2 separate regions of the Athene noctua genome follow, and region 1 is linked to region 2. The links are chromatin contacts, called in public Hi-C maps. All regions are on one chromosome and are shown on one strand. The core of a region is the stretch at or near the end of the contact, and the rest is flanking DNA. Distances in the headings are between cores, read along the strand shown.

What was found. Hi-C and Micro-C count contacts between places; a contact is called where the count stands out from the background.
Region 1: a Hi-C map of heart shows a contact between it and region 2, with 2.7 times the contacts expected there. The contact joins the promoter of SETD2 here to the promoter of CCM2 in region 2. A contact is called at or near these places in 2 of 2 Hi-C or Micro-C datasets (heart and liver).

What each region holds. Positions count from the first base shown.
Region 1 is chr2:165,805,376-165,808,075 of bAthNoc1.hap1.1, forward strand. It overlaps SETD2 (SET domain containing 2, histone lysine methyltransferase), which reads left to right and starts at 1,369. Exons shown (of 21, transcript XM_074901060.1): 1 at 1,369-1,607. The coding sequence starts at 1,570. KIF9 (kinesin family member 9) reads left to right here. Exons shown (of 23, transcript XM_074901057.1): 23 at 1-987.
Region 2 is chr2:165,669,420-165,672,251 of bAthNoc1.hap1.1, forward strand. CCM2 (CCM2 scaffold protein) reads left to right here and starts at 1,304. Exons shown (of 10, transcript XM_074901050.1): 1 at 1,304-1,581. The coding sequence starts at 1,552. It overlaps LOC141957189 (a long non-coding RNA gene), which reads right to left and starts at 1,078. Exons shown (of 4, transcript XR_012633083.1): 1 at 800-1,078; 2 at 224-257. LOC141958295 (small nucleolar RNA SNORA9) reads right to left here and starts at 484; the gene lies at 350-484.

The DNA.
Region 1 (2,700 bases), core at 119-2,618, 140 kb after region 2:
AGGTTTTCCACGTGCTGCACCCATTTACATGGAACACCAGGAAATTAATTAGTCTAAGCTGTTCCGTTTGATTTGTTGCAGCTCGCTCATGTTGCTGTACCAGCACCTGCTCCCCAGAAGTGCCATGGCTATCAGCCTAGAAATCACCTTTTCTTTGTAATTATCAATTTTCAAAGGCTTATAAAGCTGCTGGGAGTTAAGCCCAGGCTGAACTTCCCACGAAAACACTTCCACCCCATCCTCTATCCACCCCACCTCTGCTTCCCCCTCGTGCTTCTGTGTGGGTGCTGCTCGGTGCCCCCCACCCCATCCCCGCAGGTCCCTGCGCCATTGCTGCTCACACCGTGGTCCCAAATCTGGAAAAAAAACCCAACAAACAAACCAAGAAATCTCAAATTTTGGATGCTGCAAATGTAGTTTTGAGGCTCGTGCATGAGTGGAAAGGTCCTACTGCACCCCGAAAGCAGGCAGGTATCCCGGGGTGCTCTGGCACCGGCTCAGGAGCTCTTCCCAGAGTTTGGGAAGTTGGTGAAATAAAACGACCTGTGAAAGGATGAGAAGCAGTTTTTAGTGATTTTGTGGAGTTTCTCTCTGAAACGTGGCCTGGAGGCCGGCAGGGCCTGGGGAGCTCAGTGCTCTCTTTAGAGCGGGGGACCGGGGTGGGTCTGGGGGGTGCCGGTGGTCGGGGTTGTCCTGGGGGTGATTCCGGGGGTGTCTGTGATCCTGGGGGAGATCCTGGGGTTGTCCTGGGGTGCCAGTGACCTGGGAGGGATCCCGGGGTGCCGGTGATCCCGGGGTGCCGGTGATCACTGAGGTGTTGGTGTCCTGTGCTGCCCAGGGGTGTCAGTGATCCCCGGGGGTGATCTGGGAGCGCCGGTGACCCCGGGGGTGATCCCAGGGGTGATCCCGGGGGTGATCTGGGAGTGCAAGTGATCCTGGGGGTGATCCCAGGTGTGATCCTGGGAGTGATCCCGGGGTCATCTGGGAGCGCCGGTGATCCCGGGGGTGATCCCGGGGGTGACTGGGGAGCGCCGGTGATCCCGGGGGTGCTGAGGGTGACTCTAGGGTGCCGGTGCCCCGGGGTGTAGGCGATCCCGGGAGTGCTGTCGATCCCAGATTCCTGGGGCGCCGGTGTCCCGGGGGTGCTCTCGGTGTGCCATGGGTGATCGCGGCGCGGTCCCAGCGATCCCGGGTTGGTCCCGGCGGTGCCGCGGCCGCTGCCGGTGCGGTGGCGGTGAGATCCCGGCCTGTCCCCGGCGGCGGCGGTGCCGCTGCCTGGCCGGGGGGAGCGGAGCGGCAGCGGCGGTGCGGCGGCGCGGCGGGGAGGAGCCGGGCGGCCGGGGCGGACTCGGCGGCGGGCGGCGGGCAGGGGCAGGGCAGGGCACGGCGCGGATGGCGGGGCCCCGCCGGCGGCCGCTGCAGCGCGGGGCCCGGCGGAGGATGTGAGGCGGCGGCGGCGGAGCCGAGCCCCCGCCGGGCTCGGAGGGCGGAGAGGGGCCTCCCCCGCGGCGCGGCGCGGCCCTGCCCGCCCCAGGGGCCGCGCCTGCCCCCGACAGCGCCCGCCCGACCATGGGGGACTTCTACGACCCGGAGCACCCCACCCCGGAGTAAGCGCGGGCCGCGCCGCGGCGGCCGCTCCCGCCGCTCCCCGCCGCGGCCTAAGGCCGCGCCGGCCCTGGCCGAGCCGCGCCGCGCCGGGCCGGGCCGCCCCGCGGGGAGCCGTCGGGGCCGGGGGATCGGCGGGGGGGAGAGAGCCGGGCCGGGGCACCGCCGCCGCTGCTGCCCCTTCCCCCCCTCCTTCTCCCGGGCGCGGCGGGCGGGCCGGCGGGGTAGGCCGCGCGTCCCCGGCCTTGCGTGAGCGTCGCGGCCGGGCGCCGGCGGGGGGAGGCCGGGTGGCGGGGGCGGGGGGCGGTGGCGGAGAGCGGAGCGGCGGGCGCAGCCGGCGGCAGGGGGGTGGCGGGGGGGCCACCCCTGCTCTGCCCTCCCGGCCTTGCCCGGGGCAGAGCGGCAGGGCCCGGACCCCCGGCCTGGCGGGGCTGCGCGGAGGGAGGCCGGGCGGTGCGTGCGGACGTGTCCCGGCCTCCCCGCGGGGCCATTTTTCCGCACCTTTTTTTTTTATTATCATTCTTAATTTACTTTTCCTTGATGTGTGGAGGAGTTCCCGACTCCTGTCTTGATTTTTACTCCTTGAATCCTCCTTGCAACAGCCCCCACTCGGCCCCTGCCCTGACCCCATTTTCTGACAGGAGGAAGGAGCCAGGCAAAGGTGGGGGGGGGGGAGACCGACCTAATGGCCGGTGAACTCTGGTTTCTCCTCTCTGCTGGGGGATTTTCACAACACCCCCCCACACCCCGACATCACGCCAGGGCTGCCGGATCTATCGCTTCTTCTGTGCAAGACATTCAGGCTGGTAGCGGTGGGGTTTCTTCCCCCACACACCACCACTCCCCCCCCCCTCCTTTTCTCGTTGATTCTCAACGCTATTTTTACATTTTTTTAGACTTTCCTCACGAAGGATTCGGGTGCTTCCCTAAACTTTGCGCGTGAGGCGTCCCCAACGTGTGGCTGGCTGTGGGGTGGAAGGAGGCAGACACCTGGCGTGTAGCACACCTCTGGGCAATGCTTGGATCCGAGGCAAAGCTAAAAATGGCGTGTTTTGAGCAAGGACAACAGAGCAAACCTTTTTGAGCAAAGGCTAC
Region 2 (2,832 bases), core at 54-2,553:
ATGGCATCCTAAGAAAAACGAGGTGGCCGCTTATCAGAAATGGTATCCTAGGAAAAACGAGGCGGCCACAGCAGCTCTCCGGTGGGATTTTGGCTCCCAGAGACTCTCGTTTGGTGGCCGCGGAGGTCTGGCAGAGCTAATTACACGGAATTAGGCTCATTACAGGGACAGGGGAGGGCATGGGGCAAACCCCCTCTACGCGGGACGGGCCCGTCGGACCCACCTCTTCGCTCCCGGCGGCCTCTGGACGGCGCCCCCTGCAACCAGAGAGAGGAAACCGGTATCAGCGGCCCCAGAGGAGGCGGCAGCCGGCACCGCCACGGGATTTCCCCCGTTCCTCGGCCGTGGGGGGTGTCCGGGATATCTATAACCTCCCCCCGGGGGAAGGCGGGGAGAGGCCTCAAACCGTCCCGGGGTCGCTCTGGCAAGCGCTGTAGGAATGGCGGGAGCCACACCAGGCTCCCCCACGCTGGAAGGCTTGCGGGGGGGCGGGGGGCAAGGGACCCCCACTCTCCCCAGCACCCCTCACTCCGCCCCCCAGCACCCCTCATTTCCCCCCCGGAGAAGGCCCCGGCGACCACACGCGGCGCGTGGAGGACTACCCTTCCCAGCATGCACCGCGCCCACCCCAGCGGCGGCCGGGCCCAGAGGGGCAGAAGCGCCTCACCCCGCGCTGCCCCCGCTCCTCCCCCGGCCCCCGGGAGCGACCCCGGCCGCGGATGGCGGCGGGTAACGGCCGATAGAGGCGGATGGACCCGGACAACACCGCTACCGCCACCACGCCCCTCCCTCCCCGTACCTGCCGCCATCGTGGTTGAGGGCGGGGAGGCGCCTGCGTGTGACGTCGCCGCGGGACAGCGCCACCTGGCGGGGGCGGGGGGAAGCGATGCCAGAGCGGTCAGCGCATGCGCAGGAGTATCAGCGCCGACGCGGGCCCAAGCGCACGGGCCCGGCTCCCCTCCGCCGTGGGGTGAGGCCGGGAACGGCACCGGCCACAGGAACGGGCTCGGTCGCCCCCAACGGCGCCGTAGGCTGCTGCGTGGGGGGCCCCCCAACTGCCCGCTGGCCCCGCCCCTCAGCGTGGCCCCGCCCACATGAGTTTGGAGCCGGTGGGCGGTGCCGCTGCTTGTGTGGGCGGAGCCTGCGCGCAGACCGGGCGTGGCCATCCCCGCCCGCAGCTAAGACCGTCATCGTGGGGGGCGTGGCTAATAGTGGAGGGCCGGGCCGGCGAGCTCGGCGCATGCGCATTGCGGCCGGGCGGCCCCGCTCTCCCGGGGAGGACTGACGTCAGTCCTCCGGGCGGAGGGCGGGGCGCGGTGCACGCCGGGAAGCCGCCGCCCAAGATGGCGGCAGGATTGAAAAGTTGTTGGTGGCGCTGAGGCGGCTCCGGACGGGCCGGGAGCGGGAACCGGAGCCGGGTCCCGGGTGGGTTCATGGCTGCCGCCGGGCAGTGAGGCCGGGCTGCCGGGCCCCTGCCGCGCACCGAGGCCGGGCGAGCACGGCCGCTGCGGGGATGCCCCGGGGGGGGCCGGGGCCGCCGCCGCCGGAGATATGGAGGAGGAGGGCAAGAAAGGCAAGAAGGTGAGAACGGGCCGTTCCCGGGGCTCCTCGCCGCTGTGGGGTCGCCAGCCGGCCTGGCTGTGCGTCCGGGAGAGGTGCCCTCCCTCCCCGCCTGCCTGGGGGGCTGCCCCATCCCTGGGCTGTGGCTGCCCGGGCCCTCTGTGCCACACGGCCGCTGGTCCACAGCCCTCCCAGGGGCGACTGGAGCCTTTCTTTGTTTCTTAGGCCTTGTCCCTTCCCTGTGGCGACTTCAGGCTTGGCGCTGTCCGAGCTGAGTGTCTCCCTGTCGGTGTGGCTTCCCTGAGGGCTGGTGCCTCGCTTCCCTCGTTAAAAAAAATCATTTTTCTGTGTGGGGTTTGGGGGCAGCGCTGCCACGGCCTTGATATCTACAGCCGTGATGTTGTGTCTGCTCCCACTGCCCTGCCCGTGTTCTGGTGCCCACTGAGGGTCAGGGCCTGATTTACCCTCTTGCCTCACTGCCCGGGTTGCAAATGGGACAGTTAATGACACAGCTTAAAGTGTCGCCTGTAACGGTGCTGGGTTGTCTTACTTACTGATTGTGATGCTAAAGAGGGCATGCTATATACACATACATTTATTTTGTAAATTTATAAATATATATTGAATCAACCATAGTCAGGATTGCTGTGCTGTAAGCGCTTCAAAGGTCAGCGAGCTCTGTCTGTGTTGACTGCAAACGGGCTGCTCTGGTTTCTCTTGTTTAAACCTATTTTTATGTCGTGTGGGGGAGGCGAAGCTCAAGCTGAAGGCTGAGGCTAGGATGCTTGCTGAGAGCAGCGCTCCCCTGAGCGGGGGCTTGGCTCTTTGCAAAGCAAATCCATCCCTTGCTTTGATGACATAACTGGAGGGAAACAAGCTATTTTTAGTCGTTTTGGGGGCACCTGCAGTAACGGCGATCTCAGAAGGTGGCAGCAGAGTCTCCTCCTGAAATTCTGGTTTGAAGTGATCAGAATACTCACAGAATTAGAAATATGGATATTTTTTTTTTTCCTGGAGTTACTGGACAGACTTCCTATATCTGGAAAGCAAAACCACTGACATCCCCTTGTGATGTGTGCTGACCTGTGTGTGGTGTGGCAGGATCTGTAGCACAGGTGAGAAATGACTCATCTGGGTATGTAATCTTCCTGCTTTCAAGAAGAAACAACTCCAGATGCTCACTCCTGGGGCTGCAGATAATTGTAGGGTAATTTTAGATGTCAGTAAATGCCTTTTCTTTGCGGTAGGCAGTGACTGCAGGGCTGGAAGCAG